2 separate regions of the Mus musculus genome follow, and region 1 is linked to region 2. The links are chromatin contacts, called in public HiChIP or PLAC-seq maps. All regions are on one chromosome and are shown on one strand. Each heading gives the region's core, a stretch centred on a gene start, on an enhancer-like site or on the middle of the called end of the contact. The rest is flanking DNA. Distances are from core to core; before and after follow the strand shown. Region 1 has its middle 28 kb from the start of Eya3. Region 2 holds the start of Themis2 (thymocyte selection associated family member 2).

Evidence for each region. HiChIP or PLAC-seq counts read pairs in DNA pulled down with a chosen protein or histone mark.
Region 1: a contact with region 2 is called in an H3K27ac HiChIP or PLAC-seq map of microglia, with 2.8 times the contacts expected there. The contact joins the enhancer-like site here to the promoter of Themis2 in region 2. A contact is called at or near these places in 1 of 484 Hi-C or Micro-C datasets (nephron progenitors), 4 of 115 datasets of contacts at active chromatin or transcription factors (bone marrow-derived macrophages, embryonic stem cells, memory CD8 T cells and 1 more) and 3 of 9 other capture datasets (embryonic stem cells, liver and pancreatic islet).

What each region holds. Positions count from the first base shown.
Region 1 is chr4:132,607,977-132,614,695 of GRCm38.p6, forward strand. No RefSeq gene overlaps it. Among named protein-coding and RNA genes, the nearest start is that of Eya3, 28 kb to the right of the region's middle. Within about 2 kb of position 3,070, at least 63 of the 459 cell types and tissues checked have an H3K27ac peak or open chromatin away from gene starts, as enhancers often do. A contact at or near this core is called in bone marrow-derived macrophages, memory CD8 T cells and microglia, where this site is marked.
Region 2 is chr4:132,792,135-132,799,367 of GRCm38.p6, forward strand. It overlaps Themis2 (thymocyte selection associated family member 2), which reads right to left and starts at 4,230. Exons shown (of 6, transcript NM_001033308.2): 1 at 4,126-4,230; 2 at 344-484. The coding sequence starts at 4,219.

The DNA of each region.
Region 1 (6,719 bases), core at 1,820-4,319, 190 kb before region 2:
ATGCCCTGGAACTGGAGTCAGAGATGGTCTCTGAGCCACGAACTGGACCTGAGCATTCTGCTTTAGCCCCTGAGCCATTTCTCCAGCCCTCTTGTTGGCGTTTGAGAGAATGAGTTGCTTTCAAAGAGCAAGCCTATAGTCCCTGGATTTCTCTGCTTTGGGATCAGGAGAATTAGCTGTGTATGTTATTGAGTAGTGGTCATCTCTGAGGTTTATGAACCAGGGCTGGGGAGGTGGCTTAGCTGGTAAAGTGCTTGCCTCGTGTGCATGGATAAGCCAGCTATGGTGGAGAATGCCTGGAATCCCAGCACTACCGTGCTGAAGACTGGGATCTCAAGGTTACATGCTGAGTTTGAAGCCAGCGTGAGCTACACATGATCCAGTTTCTAAAATTAGAAAATGAAAGGGTTGGGGATGGGAGGAGGGGGTCATGTGAGTGATCTGGTCTCATCATGTGAACTCTCCCTCCCTCTCTCATCAGGAGGTGACTCAGGCAAGGGGGGCCTTTGCCATAGGCTGAACTGATGGGGCCGTCTGATCTTAGCCTTATAGCCTTCTGGTCTGTGAGCTAAGCAAGCTGTCTTTATAAATCCTCACCCTCAAAGATTGATTTTATTTTATACACATGTGTGTGTGTGTGTGTGTGTGTGTGTGTGTGTGTGTGTGTGAGAGAGAGAGAGAGAGAGAGAGAGAGAGACAGAGAGACAGAGAGACAGAGAGGTGTGTGTGTGAGAGAGAGGTGTGTTTGTGTGTGTGTGTGTGTGAGAGAGAGAGATGTGTGTGTGTGTGTGTGTGAGAGAGAGACAGAGACAGAGAAACAGAGAGAGAGAGAGAGAGAGAGAGAGATGCCAGTGGAGGCTAGAAGGCACTGGATCCCATAGAGCTGGAGCTACAGGTTGTAGTTAGTCACTTGACCTGGGTGATGAGAACTGAACTTGGTCCTCTGTAAGAGCAGAAAGTGCTCTTAACCCCTGGACCATCTCTCCAGCCCCACACTCAGATATTCTGTGACAATGACAGAAAATGGACTAGAACTGACATCCGAGGCTAAAGTTTCTCTGCCTGTCTTCCTCCAAGCCTCTGGTGTTTCATGTTCTCTATAACTCTGTTTCATGATCCTCTCTCTGCCTTGAGAGATGCACAGTCGTGTAACACAAAAGGCTGCCCCAGCCTGAGGTGTGTCACCTCCCAGCTCCCCGTGACCTGTTAACAGTCCCAGAAAATGAATTCTAGGTTCCTGGGAAAGAGACTTTTGCTGCTCTGACTTGGTTGAGGATCCACTCTGGTCCATTTAGCTATGGATGGAGACGTCTGGAGCTCACATTTGTTGGAAAGAGAGCATGGTTGGCAGGCTGCCTCCATTTGTGGGTCACCATGCCTGAGTTAGGGTTTCGTTGCTGTGAAGAGACACCATGGCCAAGGCAACTCTTATAAGGACAACATTTAGCTGAGCTGTCTTACAAGTTCAGAGGTTCAGTCCATCATCATCATAGCAGGAAACACGGCAGCTGTCCAGGCAGGAGTTGAGAGTTCTACATCTTCATCCAAAGGAAGCCAGGAGCAGACTTTCCTCAGGCAGCTAGGAGCTCAAAGCTAGGTGCCTCAAAGCCCACCACAACAGTGACATACTTCCCCCAACAAGGCCATACCTCCTAATAGTGCCACTTCATGGGTCAAGCATATTCAAACCACAGCACACACCTTGAGGGCAGGGCCTGTTCCTGGGCAGTGGGGGGTTCACTACTAGGTTTCAGTGGTCATCTTGAGCAGTTTACATCTTGATCTGTAGAGCTCAAACAGTATGTGGGGTGTAAAATAATTACAAATATTACTATTTATTGAACCTTATGTCAAGCATAATTCTGAAAAATTTCTAAGTACCAACTCAGTCTTAAAAGTCTCAACCATCCAGTGACATAGGTCTCTTTTATTCCACTTAACAGATGAGGATGTGGAGTGATTACTAATGGCAGAGGCAGGATGCTAACAAGATCTCTAGCTGCAGAGCCAGGGATTGTAGCTCAGTTGATAGAGCGCTTGCCTAGCACACATGAAGGCCTGGGTTTGATTCCTAGAATCTCATAGACCAGACATAGGCCCAGCACTCAAGAGGCTGAGGCAGAAGGACCCAAAGTCCATCATCATTGGCTACATATGGAGTTCAGGCTTATCTAAGCTACTGGAGGCTGTCTCACAAACAAACAACAATAAAGAAAGAAAGGAAGGAAGGGAGAAAGAAAGAAAGAAAGAAAGAAAGAAAGAAAGAAGAAAGAAAGAAAAAAGAAAAAAGAAAGGAAGGAAGGAAGAAAAAAGAAAGAAAGGAAGAAGAAAGAGAGAGAAAGAAAGGTGGGAAGGAAGAAAGGAAAAGAGAGAAAGAAAGGAAGGAAGGAAGAGAAAGACAGAAAGAGAAAGAAAGAGGTAGGAAGAAAGGAAGGGAGAAAGGGAGGGAGGAAGGGAGGAAGGGAGGAAGGGAGGGAGGAAAGAAGGACTTTGGACTTTGACTCATGGCTTAGTTCTCTCTGACAAGCTGGTCAGATGGTTCTACAGTAAAGGTGCTTGTTGCCCAGGCCTGACAAACCAAGTTTAGTCCCTGGAATCCACATGGTGGAAATAGAACCAACTCCAGCAAGCTGTCCTCTGACTTGCATACACATCAACACAGGTGGGCACACACGGAAACACACAAAAGAAATAAATGTAATAAAAAATTTAACTCCTCCTTACAATGAGGCAAATTATGTTCAGAAAGATAATGACGTGTGTCCTGGGGCTGCAAAATAGCAATGCTTTGATTGCAACAGTCCTGCAACCATCAGACCACACTTCCTTTGTTACTGCTATGATTGTTCCCTGAATTCTAGGGATCCAATCCAGGGCCTCCTGGATGTTAAACAAGTGTTCTTGCACCGGTCCATTTACTACTGTTTAAAAAGTAGTTTTACTGATACACAGTTTGCATACTATTTAATTGACACATTAAAAGCACACAATTCAATGCATTCTAGGACAGTCACAGGGGTGTTCACCATTCATCACTGTGGTCAAGTTACTCACTGTGTTTTTATGAGTAAGATAACTCAGGGCTGGAAAGATGGCTCAGCCTTAAAGTGTTTGCCGTGTGATTGTCAGGAGGAGAGTTCAGATCCCCAGAACCCCATATAAGCGCCACTAGGTGAGGCAGTCAATCTAGCCTCAGAAAGCAGAGCCTGGAACCTCAGAGGAAGCTGGCTAGCAGGACTCACCACATCAAGGAACTCTGGGATTGATTGAGAGACCTTGCCCCAGTGAATACGATGGAAGAATGGAGCTATCAGGACATTAGCCCCAGGCATCCACACGCGTGGCACACACCTGTGCCCAGATACAAAACCTGGAAAAAGGAAAAAAGATAACTCTTCCTCCCAAGAGGGGAAGTTCTGGAGAGAGTGTCGCTGTAGCCCACTGTCCCAACCAGTGTGACAATGTCTCTGGAAAGCCCCACTGTGGGCAGAGCTGATGACGGTGTGGCAGAGCTGTGAAGGGGAAGGAGGTGGGGGACAGGGGAGTGAGAAAGTCCCCATCAGAAAAAGGATCAGAGCTGAAACTCCGGTTTCCCCTGCTTACGTAAGCAATTTCTCCTTCATTGCAGTGTACGGGTCTCTCCGTTGCCTCCACAGTGCTTATGGCCTCAGCGGGAAACACCTCCTCCTCTAGGAGGTCTTCCTTGATTTCTCCTCCCAGATTGTGGTAAGTGTCGCTCCATGGTGCCTCCACTCACCTTTCATTATCAGAGCTGTGCAGTATCTGTCTACGGTGGCCTCTCTGATCCACATCTGTCCTCTCAGTGGAGAAATGGAGAGACTGATTTAGGCTCTGTCACCTTCCCGCTCTGCAATCCGTGGGAGGCACGGAGCAGGCCTTCCAGAAATTCTAATCCCTCTACTCCCTCTACTCCCCTGTGTCCTCAAGAGAACCGCTGTCAGGCACCGGGCTGGGACCTTGGTCCCTCGCTCTATGGTCAGCTACGGATGCTTGGCCTGTCTCCCTATGGGAAGTCCTTCCTCCACAACCAGTCTGTGCTTTAGACCCCAGATTCCAACAGAATGCAGAGGATCAGAGCCAGGTCAACCAAGTAGGCATTCATTTGGGTCCAGGAGGGATCAAGGGTTGGGGCTGAGAGGCCCACCACGGTATTTGTTACAAGGATAGGAAATAAAAACCTTGCTTTCTCTCTCTTCCCCTCCCCCCCTCCTCTCTCCCTTGTTCTTTCCCCTACCTCATCTCTCCACAGCGTGGTAGATGAGCCTTGTGCTAGCTGGATTGCATCCCCGGGTCTAAATCTTTGTTCTTAAACATTAGAAAAAAAGAAAGAGGCAAAAATATGAAATGTCTAAATTTGTTGTTTGCATTTTGGTTTTTAAACCCTGGCTGGCCCAGAGCTCACTATGTAGCCTAGGCTAGATTCAGATTCACCCTGGCTGGCCCAGAGCTCACTATGTAGCCTAGGCTAGATTCAGATTCACCCTGGCTGGCCCAGAGCTCACTATGTAGCCTAGGCTAGATTCAGATTCACCCTGGCTGGCCCAGAGCTCACTATGTAGCCTAGGCTAGATTCAGATTCACCCTGGCTGGCCCAGAGCTCACTATGTAGCCTAGGCTAGATTCAGATTCATAGAGATCCATTTGCTTCTGCCTCCCTAAGTTGTTGTTGTTGTTGTTTAAACAAAATTAAAATCTTGGGTTCATTCCTGTTTGGTTTTGTAAATGAAAGAGAATTATATATAACAACGAATCCTGCTTTAGGCAAACTGCTGACAACGTTTAAACATTTTAAACAATGTAAAAACATTTTACTGCTATACAAATCATAGTCGTTCCAGTGTAAGTTTATATATATATATATACACACACACACACATACATATATATAATACATATTCACATACGCTTAAATACTTTTTTAAAATAAAAATCTATTTATTTATTTATTTATTTATTTAGGTTTTTCGAGACAGGGTTTCTCTTTATAGCTCTGGCTGTCTTGGAACTCACTTTGTAGACCAGGCTGGCCTCGAACTCAGAAATCCGCCTGCCTCTGCCTCCCGAGTGCTGGGATTAAAGGCGTGCGCCACCACGCCCGGCACTTAAATACTATTTATTTGAGACATAATTCATATATCAGAAAGCTCACTTCTTTGAAGCAGTGGGGCCAGTGACTGCTAGTACACAGGTTTATGGGGTACCATTGCTGCTGTTTAACTTCAGAGTGTTCTGAGCACTTCCAGAGTAACCCATAAAGGACTCTGTCTACTCCCGAATCCCTCTTCCTGCTGCCTCTGAGAATCATTCTCTTGTATTTATTATTTATCTCTGTGTGTTTCTGTTACACTCATATGTGCCACTGTGTGTGTGTCTTGAAATCAGCAGGTGACTGTGGGATTTGGGTCTCTGTTTCTTCCATATGGGTCCCGGAGATCGAACCCAGGTCGTGGAATTTGGCAGCAGGAGCCTCTGCTCACTGAGCTCTGTAACTCCTCCCTGGAGCCGTGAGTCTCACCAGTCTCGGGAAAGTGCTCAGATGTTCACCAGCAAGGATGGTGGATTTTAGTAGAGCATCGTTATCAGCATGGGAAAGGGAGGACTTCCTTCCATCCCTAAGCAGCCATTTTTCATCTTGAAAGGGTGTTATATTTTATCAAATGTTTCTGGTGTGACTACTGAGTAAATCACGCCTTTGCCTTCAATTTTATGCATGTGGTCTAGTACATTCATTATTCTGCAAATATTAACATAACGGTTTTAATATGTTTCATGTTGATGTGTTACATTCCCCCTCTTGAGATATAGACTTACTATGTTGCTCAGGCTATCCCCAAACTGGAGATCCTTCAGACTCTCAATTGAGGGCATTATAGGTAGACTGCTTGACCATATTGTTCTGTAAATTCAAGTAGACCCGGTGTTAGGAACTGGAGAGATGACTCAGCTGTTAAGTGCGAGCCCTGGAGCTAGTGAGTTGGCTCAGGGGGTAAGAACACTGACTGCTCTTCCAAAGGTCCTGAGTTCAAATCCCAGCAACCACATGGTGGCTCACAACCACCTGTAATGAGATCTGATGCCCTCTTCTGGCAAGTCTGAAGACAGCTACAGTGTACTTATGTATAATAATAATAAATGAATCTTTGGGCCAGAGCAAGCAGGGATTGAGTGAGCAGAGTTGACCTGAACGAGCAGGGCCGACTGGAGAGAGGAAGGTTGACCAGAGTGAGCAGAGGTCCTAAAAATTCAATTCCCAACAACCATATGAAGGCTCACAACTATCTGTCTAGCTACAGTGTACTCATATACATAGAAATAAGTAAATCTTAAAAAAGAAAGAAAGGAAGGAAGGAAGGAAGGAAAGAAAGAAAGAAAGAAAGAAAGAAAGAAAGAAAGAAAGAAAGAGCGAGTGAGCGAGCGAGCCCTGGTTGTTCTTGTAGAGAACCCAGGCTGGGTTCCCAGCACAGACACAGTGGCTCACAAATTTGTAACTCCAGTTCCTGGGGATCTGATGCCCTCTTCTGGTCTTTGTAAGCATCTGAACTCAGGTGCACACACATACACATGAGGATGACAACCTAGGCTTAAGTAACTACCATTATGAAATATAAAGCAGCAAGTGGGTACCTGGTAGGCCCATGGCCTTGAGTAATTACATTATGTAACAGATCTGGTATAAAGGGGGCTTGTGGGCAGGGGAG
Region 2 (7,233 bases), core at 2,980-5,479:
TGTACTGTCATCCTGAGTCCACACACCCAGCTCCCCACAGGACACGAGGGTGTCAGCAGATGTTTGATGAGTGAATGTGTGAGCAAATCCAAAGATCCAAACCTGAAGTCCTAGAAGCAGATGTGATCAGAAGAGGGTGGGACAAGCCAGACTCGGGGCATCCTCAAGATTGCCGTCTGAATATGCCCTTGGCCTTGTGGCTACCTAACAGTAGATATGTCACCCTCATATGCAAAGCCAGGGGGGCGGGCATGCTGCTGAGAGTGGCAAGCCCACCCACGAGTGGCTCAAGACACACCTACAGGAGGCTACAGCACCAGGGGAGGTGGAGTGCGTGCCTTACCTGTGAAATTGGGGTTGAGCTCCAACGTCTGACCCGTCTCTGGATACTCGCACACAACCTTTTGGAGCTGGACATGAGTGACCTTGATTAGGTCCCCGGTGGAGAGGCAGCACTCATTCCCAAAGAGCTCGTAGACGGAACCTGTGGAGACATGGACTCAGTTTCTCCTTTTGGCAAAGGCCTGAGTGGCCTGTACCCTGTTCCGTATAAACTCTACTCAGCTCTTTCTGCTGCCATATATCTTTCTCTCTGCTTCGAAGTACTGGGGTCTGGACTGGGCTCCAAACATACATATCCCCCCTAGTGTAGCCCTCAGGCTTCTTCCTTACTTCTCCCTGCTAAAGGGCAGCTGGCTCAGCCGGCCATCCTCGGACAGCTTCCCCGGTCTTCACTGACCACCACAGGCCTGATGGTGCACTTTCTCCTGGCTCTCCTGGAGTGTGTGCATGGTCAGGGTGGGTCCCTTTCAACATCCTTGCAGCCTCTGGGGGTAGATACCACCCGTGATGAAGTAACTAGCCAGTGACTCCCGACTCCCATATTACAGTTACAAAATCAGGCTCAGGGTAGGTGGGCTTCACATAGATACAGCTCTTCTCACCGCCTGCTTTCTGCTTCAGATGAGTGAGCTGCTCGCGCTCTCGCTCTCTCTCTCTCTCTCTCTCTCTCTCTTTCTCTCTCTCTCTCTCAGCTGACTCTCCTGTAGTTCAGCTTGTCCTGGATCTCTTTCTACTAAGACTGATGTTGAACTGCGGATCCTCCTGCCTCTACCTCCAGAGTGCTCGAAGGCAGGTGTACGCCACCATGCCGAATTCTTTGTGGTACCGGGATTCAACTCCAGGGTTTCATGCATGCGAGATGCACTGGACCAATTGAGCTACAACACCCCCCCCCCCCCCCCGTCCCGATGAGTCACTTTTAGCTTCTGTTTTTAAAATGTTTATCTTGAATGCATTCCACAGCATAGGTGTGAAAGTCAGGACAACTCTTGGAAGGGAGTTCTTTCCTTCCACCCTGTGGGATCCAGGGATTGGTCTCAGGTTGTCTGGACTGGCAGTAACCATGCCTACCAGCTAGCTCACTCCGCCCGCCATTCTGGTGAGCTGTTTTTTTTTTTTTTTTTTAAAGATTTATTTATTTATTATATGTAAGTACACTGTAGCTGTCTTCAAACACTCCAGAAGAGGGAGTCAGATCTTGTTACGGATGGTTGTGAGCCACCATGTGGTTGCTGGGATTTGAACTCTGGACCTTCGGAAGAGCAGTCGGGTGCTCTTACCCACTGAGCCATCTCACCAGCCCCTGGTGAGCTGTTCTTAAGAGGATGTAGAGGAGATTGAGGCTCTGAGCACCACCTCCAAGTTCAGCAGCCACTTGCTTGATGCAAAGTGCTAAAGCCTTAAAGAACACTAGAAGCTAAGCAATAGAGATCTCACAGTGCTGTGTGCCCAGGGTCTGTGTCCAGTGGCAGAGGATGGGAAACCGCAGGTGGCAGGACCTTTTGACCACCTGGAGCCCCTCTCCCAGGGAGAGCTTTTGGAGAGCTGCTCACAGGGTCAGGAGAAACTGGTGTCAACCTCAACCTAACCCCTCAGGAAAGTGCACACAGTTGCTCGGAGGTGGACCTCGAAGAAGAGGAGCTTGTTAGCCATGGAGTTATATATACCTGGCCCTGTGCTGAGTGTGACTGGCACTTCACTGCCCTGAGGACGCGTGACTGCCCTTCCGGAACGGGCCAGCAGTTTCCCTTTTCTAAAAAAATATCAACAGCAGTTTCTCCTTCCTAAAAGTGATAGCTCAGAGAGGTGGCGTCAGCTCCTCCAATGATTGGTAAAGAGGAAGGGTAGGAACTCAGGCTCACCCTTGGCTGAACAGGGAGTGCCGGGTCAGCCTCAAAATGAACAGAAAAGAGCCAGCAAGATATCGTAAAGACCCTTCCCTTCCTAAGTCCCACATGGTGGAGGAAGAAGAAAACAAAAGTCCTGTGACCTTCACATTCATACCGTGACACATGCGTGCCCCCCCATCAATCAATCAATCAATCAGTCAATCAATGTAAACAAAGGCTCGGAAGACCAGCTGTGGTGGTACATATCTGTAACCACAGAACTCTTACTCTGGAGAAGTCTGAACTACACAAGAAGAATTTGTCTTAAACGGAAAGAAAGAAAAATGCTAAGGATCTTAGCTAAGAACTAGCTAGAGTGTTAGTAGTCTAGGATGTAAGATGGCCCAGGTCCCATCTGCAGCAGGGCAGGTAATGTGGGGGTGGGAGGAGGGGGAGGTGAGGGTGGCTGGAGGCAGAACATGGGGTATCAACCTCCAAAACTGGAATCCCATGTGGTCAGGAATTCTACCACACCTTGCCCCATAGGGTCATCTACCTTCCCGTTCACCTCATTTGCATACCGACACTCTGTGACATCCGTCTGTCCTCACGTCACCCCAAGTCCTTCCACTTCCCATCACCCCAGGTCATAGCAGATGAGGAAACTCGGGTATTGTGACACAGGTAAGCAAGAGACGCTGGGAGGATGTTCTGAGCTGGAGAAAAGAATGACCAGGCTCCCAGAGTCCCACTTCAGGGACCCATCAGATTCCGATGGACCAGAGAGACTCACTGTGGTGGCCCTTGTGTGATCCTCCTAGGTCAGTCTATAACCCGCTTGGCCATCAGAACACTTTGCTGGCAGCTGCTGTGGCAGAGCCTGGCTCGCTCACTCCAGGGAGTAGAATGAAGCAGGCATCCATGAGACAGCTTGCTGTCTGAGGGAGGAGCCCTGAATCTCAGCATCTCCCTCCACTCTCGCCTCTGCCCTCCACAGAGCAGCCCGGTCGGTCCCTTTTCTTCCCTCCCTTACCCAAGTGGTCAGTCCCTGGTCACATGTTATTTGGCCAGTAACTGGTGGCTGTGTCCTGATATGGCCATCTCTTCTCTGCTATGGGTTGCGGAAAGCCATGGGCAAGGAGCAAATGTACAGGCAAAAAGCGGGGAAGGATCCCCCTGGTAGGAGGACCACTCCATCTGAGAATCCAGCAGAGGAACAGAGAGACTCAGAGGCAAGGAGCAGAGAGTTCAGCGGGAGGGCTGATCTGGTGCTAAAATAACGAACTGGAATATATCTTAGTGGTGAGAGCTCAGGGTCCTGGGTTGGATCCTTGCAGAAAGGGAAAGAAGATAATAAAAGAGAACGGAGGGAGGGAGCAAGAAAGAAAAATGAACAGTGAACCAGGCATGGCAAATTCAGGCAGAGGCAGACGGATCGCTGCAAACTTAAGGCCAGCCTGGGCTACAAAACAAGGTCCTCTCAGAACAACCCCAATAACGACAGTGAGCACCCTAGTGCCTGTCTGAAACGATGGACGAGTTATCCCCACTTATTTGTCCATTTATTGTTATAATTGTTCTTGTTGCTTGAGACAGGATTTCCTAGGCTGTTCAGATCGCTCCTGCCTAGCTGCCACACAATTTCTGTTAGCATTACCGAGGAGCCTCAGTTGAGAAAAAGCCTGAGTTAAACTCAGGACTTCTCATCACCCATGGGACAAAAGCTGAAGAGCAGGGAGGTGGCGCCTTTTGGTGCGGATTCATAAAACTTCGGACAGCAGCGTCTGAACTCAACCCCAGATCCCTCAGGGTCTAACTCTGTAGCCCAAACTGACCTGCAATCACTTTATAGAACAGGCTAGCTTCGAACTCATCCTCCCGCCACAGCTCCCCAGTGTTGGCATTACAGGCATGACCCATCATACCTAGCTCCTTCCACCCAGAGCCCGCTCACCCTCAAAGTAGACTCCGGAGCAGACCCGCAGCACGCGCGGAAGGGAGGTGGGGTCCAGGCCGCTCACAAAGTCCTGCAGCGGCACCGGCTCCATGGTCGCGTTCCGACTAGATTTGCTCAGACTGATCGGCAGCTTGCAGAGGACAGTCCGGAAGCCACGCCCACCGAGGCCACGCCCCTCAGGTCGGGAGCCCTACAGGGTTCTCTGAAGCGCCCCGAACTCTTGAATGGGGACTTTATTTCCCCTGACCTGTCTCTTCATCTCTAAAATTGAATCTTTTCTTAAGGTTTCTAATGTGATAAAACACCATGACCAAAAGCAACTTGGGGAGGGAAGGGTTTATTATCTTACAACTCTGGGATCACAGAGGTTAGTCAGAACAGAAACTCCGGACAGATAGAGAGAGATAAAGGGACTGGGACTGGTACAAGCCATAAAGAAACACAGCTTACTGGTTTGCTCAGTTTGCTTTCTTACACAACTCAGGACCACCTGCCCAGGGTTGGCACTACCTACACCCTATGGGCTGGGCCCACCCACACCAATCATAAGTGGAGAAAATGCACTACAGGCTTGCCTACAAGCAGTCTGATGGAGGCATTTCTCAACAGAGGTTCCCAGATAATTCTAACTTGGGTCAAATTGACCAAAGAACAACCAGGACAATTCCCACACCTTTCTTTACTTGGCTCCATCGAACAGATCTAACATCAAGACTTGATAATTTTTTTTTTTTTTTTTTTTGAGACAGGGTTTCTCTGTATAGCCCTGGCTGTCCTGGAACTCACTTTGTAGACCAGGCTGGCCTCGAAGTCAGAAATCCGCCTGCCTCTGCCTCCTGAGTGCTGGGATTAAAGGCGTGTGCAGTTACACCTGGCAAGACTTGATAATTTGATACCCAGAGGTCTGGTGTGTGTGTGTGTGTGTGTGTGTGTGTGTGTGTGTGTGTGTGTGTATGTATGTGTGTGTGTGTGTGTGAGAGAGAGAGAGAGACAGAGAGAGAGACAGAGACACAGAGAGACAAAGACACAGAGACACAGAGACACAGACACAGACACAGAGACATAGAGACAGACCCGAGACAGAGACAGACAGAGAGAGTATCCCTTAGCACAAATTGTACTTAAATTACTGTGTAGCTGAAGATGACCTTGAACTTCTGATCTTCCTTCTTCCACCATCTAAAATGAGTGTGGTCACACACACTTTATTAGATGCTGAGGACTAAACCTAGGGCTTCATGGATTCAAAGCAAACACTCTACTAAGTGAGCTGCATCCTCTGCCTTGTTTTGGGTTTTTGAGGCAGGATTTCACATAATCCACTGTGTAGCTGAGAATGGCTTCCTTAGACTCCTGATGCTCTTGATGCCTCCTCCTGCCAGGTTCTGGAATAACAGGCATGTACCATTTAACTACCTCAGACCATGAAGATGTTGAACAGATAAAAACGATCCCACTTCCCCAGCTGAGATGTGCCCCCAGATGCCTCTTCCACAGTACTCCAAGTTCAAACAAGGTACACAGCTCCCTAGTGTAGTTGGGGTCTCTTAGGACATACACACCCTTACCCTTTGGGTCTGAGGAAGAAGACATGCCTTGTCTATCCCCAGATACACCTCTGTCTGGACACCTCTAGTGATGCAGAGATGGCTACCGATCTCTCTAGGACACTCAAGTCCTCTGATATAGGTAAGTAAAAATGGTGCCGTGGCACAGGCTGTGATCCCAGCACTTGAGAGGCTCAGGATTCAAGTCATCCCTGGGTTACAAAGAACATGGTCGTCATGAGAGCCTAGCTTAAAAACGGAATGCAGTTTCTCCTAATGCCTTGTCTTCTGTTTTCGGAAATAAGATGAAATGGAAACTGACTTCCTTGTGGCTGAAAAAAAAAATGTGTAAGTAGAAAAACAGAAGTTCTCATGGCTCCAGGGAACCCTGGTGGTGAAGGGCTGTCTACTGTCTCTCAACTGTTTTCTAGACCTTTCCATGATGGATTGAATATTTTTCATATTAACAGGTACTGTGAACAGCTCACCAAGGGTCACTGGACATGGAGGAGATCACCAGGAATACCTCCATCTTCACAGCACTACTGCAGGGGTGGAAGAGGAGAGGCAGGGAGGGGGATGAAACGATGAGGGAGCACAAGAGAGGAGGAGAGGAAGGAAGAAAGGGAGGAAGGGAAAACAAAGAAGGCGGAGGAAGGGAGGAGGCTCCTGCACTCAGGGATGCTTAGGGAACTGTGAAGCTGAGAACACAGGATTTCTGGGGGCTTATCCTGTTGTCTTTTTTTTTTTTTTTAAGATTTACTTATTATAGCCGGGCATGGTGGCTCATGCCTTTAATCCCAGCACTCAGGAGGCAGAGGCAGGCAGATTTCTGTATTCGAGGCCAGCCTGGTCTACAAAGTGAGTTCCAGGACAGCCAGGGCTATATAGATAAACCCTGTCTCGAAAAAAAAAAGATTTATTTATTATTATAGATAATATTATATTATTACACTGTTGCCATCTCCAGACACACTAGAAGAGGGCATCAAATCTCATTACAGGTGGTTGTGAGCCACCATGTGTTGCTGGGATTTGAACTCGGGACCTTCGGTGGAGCAGTCAGTGCTCTTACCTGCTGAGCCATCTCTCCAGCCCCCTCCTGTTGTCTTTATATTCTTATTCTTTTTTTTTTAAAGATTTATTTATTTATTATATGTAAGTACACTGTAGCTGTCCTCAGATACTCCAGAAGAGGGCATCAGATTGCATTAAGGATGATTGTGAGCCACCATGTGGTTGCTGGGATTTGAACTCTGGACCTTCGGAAGAGCAGTCGGGTGCTCTTACCCACTGAGCCATCTCACCAGCCCTAGATTCTTATTATTATTATTATTATTATTATTATTATTAATTTATTTATTTGTTTATTTTGTTTTCTTTGAGACAGGGTTTCTCTGTGTAGCACTGGCTGTCCTGGAACTTACTCTGTAGACCAGACTCACCTCAAATTCAGAAATCTGCCTGCCTCTGCCTCCCGAGTGCTGGGATTAAAGGCCTGTGCTACTACTGCCCAGCCTTTTAATTATTTTTAAATCATTTTGTATTTTATTTTATA